Linked DNA regions of Mus musculus: regions 1 and 2 are each linked to region 3. A link is a contact called in public Hi-C and promoter capture Hi-C data. All regions are on one chromosome and are shown on one strand. Each heading gives the region's core, a stretch centred on a gene start, on an enhancer-like site or on the middle of the called end of the contact. The rest is flanking DNA. Distances are from core to core; before and after follow the strand shown.

Evidence for each region. A called contact is a pair of places that touch in the nucleus more often than the background predicts. Capture Hi-C pulls out chosen DNA fragments and counts their contacts.
Region 1: a promoter capture Hi-C map of pancreatic islet shows a contact between it and region 3. The contact joins the promoter of Fbxw4 here to the promoter of Lzts2 in region 3. A contact is called at or near these places in 1 of 39 promoter capture datasets (the SN4741 cell line) and 2 of 9 other capture datasets (liver and pancreatic islet).
Region 2: a Hi-C map of uterus shows a contact between it and region 3. The contact joins the enhancer-like site here to the promoter of Lzts2 in region 3. A contact is called at or near these places in 1 of 484 Hi-C or Micro-C datasets (uterus) and 1 of 115 datasets of contacts at active chromatin or transcription factors (pancreatic cancer cells).

Annotation. Positions count from the first base shown.
Region 1 is chr19:45,658,729-45,661,816 of GRCm38.p6, forward strand. Fbxw4 (F-box and WD-40 domain protein 4) reads right to left here and starts at 1,465. Exons shown (of 9, transcript NM_013907.2): 1 at 1,048-1,465. The coding sequence starts at 1,301.
Region 2 is chr19:44,265,645-44,268,586 of GRCm38.p6, forward strand. No RefSeq gene overlaps it. Among named protein-coding and RNA genes, the nearest start is that of Gm35183, 5.1 kb to the right of the region's middle. Within about 2 kb of position 1,502, at least 306 of the 459 cell types and tissues checked have an H3K27ac peak or open chromatin away from gene starts, as enhancers often do. A contact at or near this core is called in pancreatic cancer cells and uterus, where this site is marked.
Region 3 is chr19:45,016,874-45,019,627 of GRCm38.p6, forward strand. It overlaps Lzts2 (leucine zipper, putative tumor suppressor 2), which reads left to right and starts at 1,262. Exons shown (of 5, transcript NM_001130526.1): 1 at 1,262-1,357.

The DNA.
Region 1 (3,088 bases), core at 215-2,714, 640 kb after region 3:
TTAATCCAATAGTGGCTACCTTGAAATTTTTATTCTAAGGAGTTAATTCAAGACAAATTATGTCATGGCGTATGACATACCTCCAAATCTATTACATCATTCATTAAGCATTCATTCTGTTAGGATGGGGAAGTGGGGTGGGGGGTGGGGGGTAGTAGGGTTAGGGGGTGTGCAACTGAAAAACTTTTAAAATGGAAATAGGAGTGCATCAAATGATCATTTCTTACGGTTTTTTAAAACTTTATTATATTCGCATATGTTACAACAAAGCAAGAGCAGGGTGCAGTCTGAAAGCGTTTATCCTGACCAGTTCTGTGACTGTCATACACGCTCTCCCCTTCCTGTTTAACAGCCTGAGTGTTTTAGGAATGGTTTGCATCCACGGGTCTCAGATATTACTAGGTCAAACTGCCTATCTTGGATACCGCCTACCCCAAATCCAACTTGATGCCTCACACAGACATCTTTTGTGGGTCCTTCCACCTGAATTAAGTCCTAAAATAGGTTGACAATGGAACTGAAAGGTTTTTTTGTTTGTTTTTGTTTTTGTTTTTTTAAGGTTCTGAGCCCTTTTCTGCACATTTAATTTGATCTGAGCCCTGAAACCTAACAACCTTTGAGAGGGTGGGCAGGACGAAAGGCCACAAAAACCACGTTGGTGGACCTGGGCCTGGGCCCTAGAACCAGCAGGAGTCACCCTTCAGGTCCTGTCTGTCGCACAGGACACAGGGCAAGGAACCCAGGGAGCCAAACCTTTGGGAATACTCATTTTAGGATGGCTAACTGTGAGTAGCCGCCCACGGGGGAGGGTGCCGACTGAGGAATGCTCTCCGGAAGTTTCCTCGGGTTGGGGAATCTTGAAGAGGGGTGACACCAGTATTCCTCGAGGGTGCTGGGGGAGGGGAGAGGGAGGGGGTGGGGGGCAAGTCTGGGCTTCAGTATTCCGGGTGCCACACGGTCCCGAGCCGACCAGGCCTCGGCGCCCCGCCCTTTCCCAGGACGCTGGCCGGCCCGGGGCGGGGAGCGGGCGGGCGAGCGGGCGCTTACAGGTCGGTGCCGAGCCGCGTGAAGCCGGTGTTGAGCGAGGCCCGGGCTATCGGGCGCCAGAGCAGGTCGCAGCTGGTGAAGCGCCGCAGCCAGCGGCAGACTTGGGCCAGGCGGCCGAGGGCCCGCGTGTCGAGGTAGGAGCAGATGAGCAGCAGCAGCTCCTCCGGCAGGCGCCAGAGCGCGGGCCCCGCGGCCGGACGGGTGGCCGGCTCCACGGCCGCCGCTGCGGCATCCTCCGCCGCGTCCTCCGCCATGGCCGTCCGGGTTCCCGGGATGCCGCCGCACGCCTGAGGTCCCTGCTCCTGTCCTCTCTCCAGGCTGTCGTCCTCCCGCCGCCCGGCCCCGACCCTCCGCTCCTCCTTCCCCGGCTCTGCGCTGCCCTCATCCCGCTTCCCGGAGCTTCTCGGCCTTTCCTCCTCGCCTCCCTCGCCTTCCTGTCCCCGGCCTGCCTCAGCCGCCGGCCCCGCTGCCTTCCTCTCCGGCTGCAGGCCCGGCTTTCCTTCCGCCCCGCTTCCTCTTCCGCCGTGCCCGGTACCTGCTTTCCCCTTCCCTTTCCCTTTCCCTTGCTTTCCCCGCGCGACCCTCGCCTCCTGCAGTTTCCTCGCCTCCCCGCCCTCGCCTTCCCTGGGCCCGCGGTTCCCGGGGGGACCCGAGCGGCCCTGGCTGCTCATGAGCGGCCGCGGGGCCGGCTCGACGCACAGCCGAAGACGCCACCGCCTCCTCGAGAGGAGGCGACACCACGTCGGACCGGGTCACATGGGGCGGCGCGGGCCCAAGCCGAGACCCGCCCCTCACGCCTGTATTTCGGGGTGCGAACCCCAACCTGGTCACTGACATCCCCATCTTCTGGAGCACCAGGAACATCTAGTTGAAGCGTGTGTCTTCAAGACCGGATGGAGAAAGCGAGCTTGATGGCTCTCGTCTGTGATCCCGGCATGAGGCTAAGGCAGGAGGATGGCCATGAGTTCAAGGCCGGCCTGGCCTACAGAGCAAGAGACTGTCCAAATTAAAAAGACAGAGACAGACAGACAGACAGATTGCTGAAAGGTTCACAGAAAACTCCCACCTACGTCACAAGAGGAGCCTGTGGCTTCAGGAACTATCAAAGTTGAGCCTCTGCCCTCAAGGGGCCTTTTGGTCCCATGAGGCTTCCTCTTCCCCAGGTTGATGCCTTCTTTCCACAAGCCACAAACCAGATTCTTAAAAAAATGCAAGCCAGACGTTAGAAAGTTCCATTGCCCTTGGTCTCACGAAGGATGTCAACCAAGGTCCTGTAGGTTGTCCCAGTATGATTCGACAACAATGAGGGAGGTAAAACCAACCTTCTAGATCCTGAGTCCGCAGCTCCCAAACGAAGCAGCACGTGGCCAAGCAGGGGTTTTTTAGTAGCCGTTACATAGGCAGAGCTGAATCTACAAGATTACTAGGGATCCGTTTCCCATACCACCCACTGGATCCACCTGAACCAATCTAAGCTTCAGAAGTACAGATCGATGCTGTCCCATTGGATCTGTGGGGCCACTTTAATCACATGTGGCTTCTTTCTGTGTGTGTGAAAGGCAGGGTCTCCAGGTCTGAGCGTGCTGTAAGCATAAGTGAGGTACACAGCTGATTTTGAAGAGCTAGACAGGAAAAAGAATGTGAGATGTCTTACATAATTCTAAACTACATGTTAATTATTAGTAGTCTGGACATACTGAACTGAATTCAGTATATTTCGTATAATTGTTAGAAATCTTTGTATTCCGTGTTATTTCTCTATTAGACAGCACTTAGGAAGTAAGACTTAGGAGAGCCAGGCGTGGTAGAACATGCTAATAGTCCCAGAGCTGAGGAGCCAGAGGCAGGCAGATCTCAGGCCAGCCAGGGCTACATACTGAGACCCTGTCTCCAAAAGGGGGGAAAAAGGCAAAATAAGTTTCCTTTTCTTGACTCTATATAAGAACCAAGGAGTGGTGGGACACACCTGTAATCCCAGCACTTTAGGAGGCAGTGAAATCACAATTTAAAGGCCAGCCTGGTCTGTCTGTAGTCAGACTGT
Region 2 (2,942 bases), core at 252-2,751, 750 kb before region 3:
AAACCCAAAGTGAGCAATGAGAAGCCTTTCTTACGTTCACGACATAATGTAACCACTGTTACATTATAAAACATTTTCTTCTTTCTTCTTCTTCTTCTTCTTCCTCTTCCTCTTCCTCTTCCTCTTCCTCTTCTTCTTCTTCTTCTTCTTCTTCTTCTTCTTCTTTTGGTTTTTGGTTTTGGTTTTTGGTTTTTTTGGTTTTTGGTTTTTCAGGACAGAGTTTCTTTGTTGTAGCCTTCCTTGGCTGTCTTAGAACTAGCTCTGTCAATCAGACTGGCCACCAAGGCCCTCTACAACAGTTCATCACCCAAAACTCTTAAAACCATTTGCCAGTGACACCTAATCTTATCAGCCACAAGCCAACTTTTCCCCACCCTTAGCAAAAACAAAAAACAAAAAAAAACCAACGGTGCTGGCCTAGGAGGTACCCGCTTGCCTTGTACTTCAAGGATAGGGAGTTAAACAATTGATAACCCACATGTGCTACCACCCCCCACTCCCAGCAAGGTTTGCCAGGCAATCACCCAGTGTGTAGCATAAATCAGTGGTGTCAGGTTCAAAAGAAAACTCAAGACAGTTGGCCACCTGTGGTGCCTATTAGCATATCAAAGCGTCTGCTGATCTCGGGGCTCAGTGCCTGAGATTCCTCTCCGCTCTCTCCTGGCCCCTACCCTAAACTTCCCCAACTCTTGGGCTCCCCCGACCCCGACCCCAAGCTTCTCGTTCCTATATAACCCTGCTATTTTAGCCATTGTCCTCGTTGCCCTCTTGGGTCTTGGTCACCTTGGGTCCCTCTTTCTCTTGCTCTCCACTTTTCTCCCTCCTCGATGGCCTGGTTCTCTGCTGGCCATATTTAGTCTGCTCTGGACCCTTCCAGATGCCTCTGGCTGTATTCTCCCTCTAGAGTAAAGACTTTCTCCTCAACAATACCTTGGTGTCCCCATTTCATTCAAGTAATACTCCACTCCTTGGTATTGCCTACTAAGCACTTAAAGTGTCTACCTCAGCCAGTTCATCGACGGATCAACAACTGAGCTGGCTCCACCTTTTGGCAAGTGTAAAAAGCGCTGCAAATATTTGCGCACCAATATTTGGGTATCTGCTTTGGTTCGATTTGTGTACATATCCAGGATTAATTTGTTTGTATGTAATAAACTATTTAACTTTCTGTGGGGTCACCTCAGGCATACCTGTAACCCCAGCAAAACTACCGTCCTTCCGGTCCTTCAGCACTTAGTGCTGAGCGAATGCCCCATTAAAGCCCTCAGAGCATCCCGGGGAGGAGGGCAGCGACTGCGCGATAGGCCGCATCGCTGCCCTACCGCAGGCGGTGCTCACACTCCTACCCTGGCCCTCAGCCAGCCCACACCCAGGTCAACACTGGGAGCCGCCCGAGTCGCGGCCCATCACTCAGAGCCCCCAGGGTCACACCCGTCCACTCGGCCCACAGCGCCTGACTCCGCACAGCCAATCAGCAGCCGCGCTGCGACTCTGCCCGAGTCCGCGCCCATCAGGAGGCGCCGCCTCTGGTTCGGGAGGTGCCCCTGCATCTTGCGGTCGCCCTCCTGTTTGGAGCTGAGGGAGTTTCTAAGGGATGCTGTAACTACCCTCCACCCCCGCCCCCCAGTCCTCCCTCTCCGCCAGGGAGGAACGCAGAGACCTTGGGTGTGGGCTCTGGTCCTCCGCTGCGTTGGAGGTCGCGGGAGCAGACTAAACAGGGCAGGGCAAGGCGGTCACGTAGGAGGCAGAGTGCCACCTCAGCAAAGCATACGGAAGACTGGGTCGTGAAAGCATGAGAGAAAGCAAGCCAGCCAAGTGTTCCAGAGCGTTCCAGGCTGATGTCACCGGGGATGAAAGATTCGAATGCTTGCAGCTCAACTTAGCTACAGCTAGCCCCTGGCGCGCGCGCGCGCGCGCGCGTGTGTGTGTGTGTGTGTGTGTGTGTGTGAGAGAGAGAGAGAGAGAGAGAGAGAGAGAGAGAGAGAGAGAGAGAGAGAGAGAGAGAGACTCAGTCTTCCAAGCGCTGGGACTGCAGAAGGGCTTCTACTTAAGTCATGCTGTTACGTGGGTGCCATCTCCCCAGGCCCACTTACCTGGGTTTATAAAGCGAGCTAGTAACACTCAAATACAAGATGACGGTGTGGCTTTCCCTTTGCCTTAACATATACGCCATACCCTTGGTATACGCCACAACCTTGAAAATTAGTTCTTAATTTAGAATCCTCACACCAGTCAGACTTCTAGGACCAAAAGTAGTGGGCACAACCCCCACCCCCATCCTCATCCCCAAACTTTAGCCCTTTCCAGAAGGAAGTTTCCCTGAAGCTCATTAGCAATCCCCTTTCAGTAAACGTGCATCTTCACTGAATGTGGAGTTGAACACCACATACCAGGCTGTCTCTCTCTCTCCGTGTGGGTGTTCTCGCTTTACCACACTCCAGCTCCGGCACCAAGAAGTCCCCTGAAGAGGCCTGTCACCAGCATACACTGTGGGACCCAATTTAAGGCACCTCTGTCCACCAACATAAAGATATGTGTGTGTGTGTGTATACATATATATGTATGTATATATGTGTATATGTGTATATATACATACATACATACACACACACACACACACACCTTGCTTATTTCTTACTCAGTTTCATTTGGATTGTTCTTATGGAGAGATTTTTCTCAGCCAAGGCTCCCTCCTCTCCGATGATTCTAGCTTGTGTCAAGGTGACATAAAACTAGTGACACACAGGAGGGAAAGAGTGATATTGATTTACTTGTGTGTGTGTTTTTAAAGATTTATTTATTATTATACATAAGTACACTTTAGCTGTGTTCAGATGCACCAGAAGAGGGTGTCAGATCTCATTATGGGTGGTTGTGAGCCACCATGTGGTTGTTGGGATTTGAACTCAGGACCTTCGGAAGAGCAGTGGGTACTCTTAACC
Region 3 (2,754 bases), core at 12-2,511:
TGTCATTGCGTGGAAGAGGGTTGGGAGGCTGAGTGTATTTAAAGAATGTGACTGGATGCAAAGGACTGTTGTGCACTCTCCCGTGCACGAAACACCAAGCCTTCTGTGAGTTGGCCTGAAGGATTATGGAATGAAGATCTATGGAGCCACGTGATGGATGAGACTGACTGTGGCTGCCCGAGACTGAATGTGGGAAAGGTCGTGTGGGTGTTAAGACTGTTGTTTTCGAGAGGGTAAAAATATTTGTGACCCCAAGAGAGACTTTGGGATGTCTGCTGCGGAGCCAGTGTAGGTTTGAGCTGTTCGTTCTTGAGATTATTGGGGGTCAGGTATCCCTCCCACCCCCTTTGAGCAGCGACCCTTCTCATAGCAAATGACCCCCGAGGTTCGGCTAGGGAGGCTGGAGCCATGCCAGGGACAAGCCTGGGCTCGCGGCCCGAGGGTGCTGTGCTGGAAAGGGAGTGGGATTGGTGGGGGTCTTGGGGGGGGGGGGCTGGTAAGTTGCTGGAAAGGGCCACCAGGTGGCGCCGATTTGGAAAATCCAAGCGTGTGACCTCCAGCCTGCTGGGGGTGGGACAGACAGCGACCGAGCCAGTCCCTCAACTTGTGCCCAGGAGCCGGCAACTGGAGAGGGATGGCTGACCCCCTCGGCCTCCCCATGGACCGGGAAGCTGGAGACTGAGGAGGGAAGCTTCTCCTAGAGGAGCGGAGGGGGAGGGGCGGGGCTGGCGCCGCGCCTTGGCTCTTTGTGCTGGAACAATGACCAGCTGCCGCTGGCCCTTGGGCTCCGGCAGGGATAGGCGATGGTGACCCGGCTCGATGAGTCTCGAGCCGGCCGAGCCTCCTAACACACACACACACACACACACACACACACACACACACACACACACACAGAGTCGCTAGGCCACTCTGGGAGGAATCCCGAGCGCTACCGAGCACACACACACACCACACTTAACACACACACACACACACACACACACACACACACACACACACACACACACACACACACACACACAACACACACACACACACACAGTTGCTAGGCCACTCTGGGAGGAATCCCGAGCGCCGCCGAGCAGCCCCCGCGTGCGCCCTGGCTGGCACGCGTGACGTGGGTTACTTGCGCGTGTCCGCTCCCCGGGGCGGGAACGCCCCTCGGACCCCTCCCCCCATCAGTGCGCACCGCCCACTCGGGCCGGGCGGGGGCCGGTCAGGGCCGGGGGCGCCGGCTGGGCGGAGGCGGGGCCGAGCCGGGCAGCTCCGAGTGGCCGCGCGCGGGCTGGAGCGGGCGGCGCGCCTGTGGAGTGCTGGGGCGGCCCGGGGCTGAGCATGGAGCAGCGCGGCGGAGGTGAGGGGTCCAGGGCTGAGGGTGCCCCAACTTCTAAGCGATGCGGTCCGGTGGGGAGGTGGCATTCCATAGACGCCCCCAGTTTATGGAAGGAGCGGACTATTGTGGGTGGCGGGGGGGGGGGTGGGGGGACACGACGACTCTGGGCTTTCAGTCTCGGAATGGCAACTCGTGATCCCAGACTGGATCCTGCTTGACTGGTCTCTGGAGTTTGAGTGTGTGTGTTTGGGGGGACTTTCCCCAACTCTCCAACCCCAGCCCTGAGGTCAGAGAGTTGGGACGTGGGCCAGACTCATCTCAGGCCCTGGCGCGGCCCCAGACTCTAGAACCCCCAGCTTACTTGCTGGGGTGGGGGCGCAGGGGTCTGTGTACCATAGTGATAGGTCAGGGAGTGCTGGGGAGAACCAGGGCTTTCTTTTTCCCACAGCTACAAACGCATTTCTCAAAATGGAGCCGCTTGCCCCTCCTTCTCTCTTGGGCCTCAAAAGCGGGAGCCAGGCTGGCTAGGCCTGGCTTTCCTGACGCCTGGCCCTCAGAGCTCAGCTCTGTGGCTCCTCTGGCTTTAGGGGTCCTTGCCTGTGTAGCTTCAGCGACCCTAACTCATGGGTCTGCCTCTGGCTCCTCGTGTCTGAGCCTCTTGGCCTTTGTCTCTTCTGTCTTCTGGCTCCTGTCTCTCTGAGTGTCTACCCCGGCCCTTGCCCTTCCTTCTGGGTCTCACTTTCTGTGTCCTCTGGAGTAGGGACAGGAGTGCCAGCCCCTTCTCACTCCTCACTATACTGTGGAGCAGTCTCCATCCCTAGGCTGGACCTTTTGGGGGCGATCTCAGTACCTACCCTACAGAGAAGTTGCTACACTTCAGTTCCTACCCTAGCTCTTAGCAACTCCTTCCTCACGCTGGACTCCTGTGAGTCTCTGGTCTTAACACTTAGAGGCACTTAGTGGAGAACAATATACAAAGATAAGATGGGGCAAGGGCGTCAGGCACTGTGATCTCACCTTTCCTCAAACTCTTAAGTTAAAAAAAAGTTTTAGGGAGGAGGAGTCCCCATTCACATTGGTGGCTTTGAATGTCACCCAGGTCCTCATGCACTCCCAGAACGCTCACTTATACAGATTGGTCCTGGGGAGCTTTCACACACTTTTCTTGTGTACAGTAGGAATCCATGTAACTGTCCCAGGAGAACTGCAGGCGTCCTGTAGAGATTTGTGTGTCTCAGTCTATGAGAGACTTGACTCAATGGACCCAAAGAAAGGAGGATTTTCCCTAGAATTTCATGCTAGGAGAAGAAGCAGAATGGCTTACTGAGGATAGGTGACTGGAAGATTTAGTGGTATTTACACAAACCTCACATATGTGTGCACAAACTGGTATATCTATCCAAACATTTCTCTTTTTG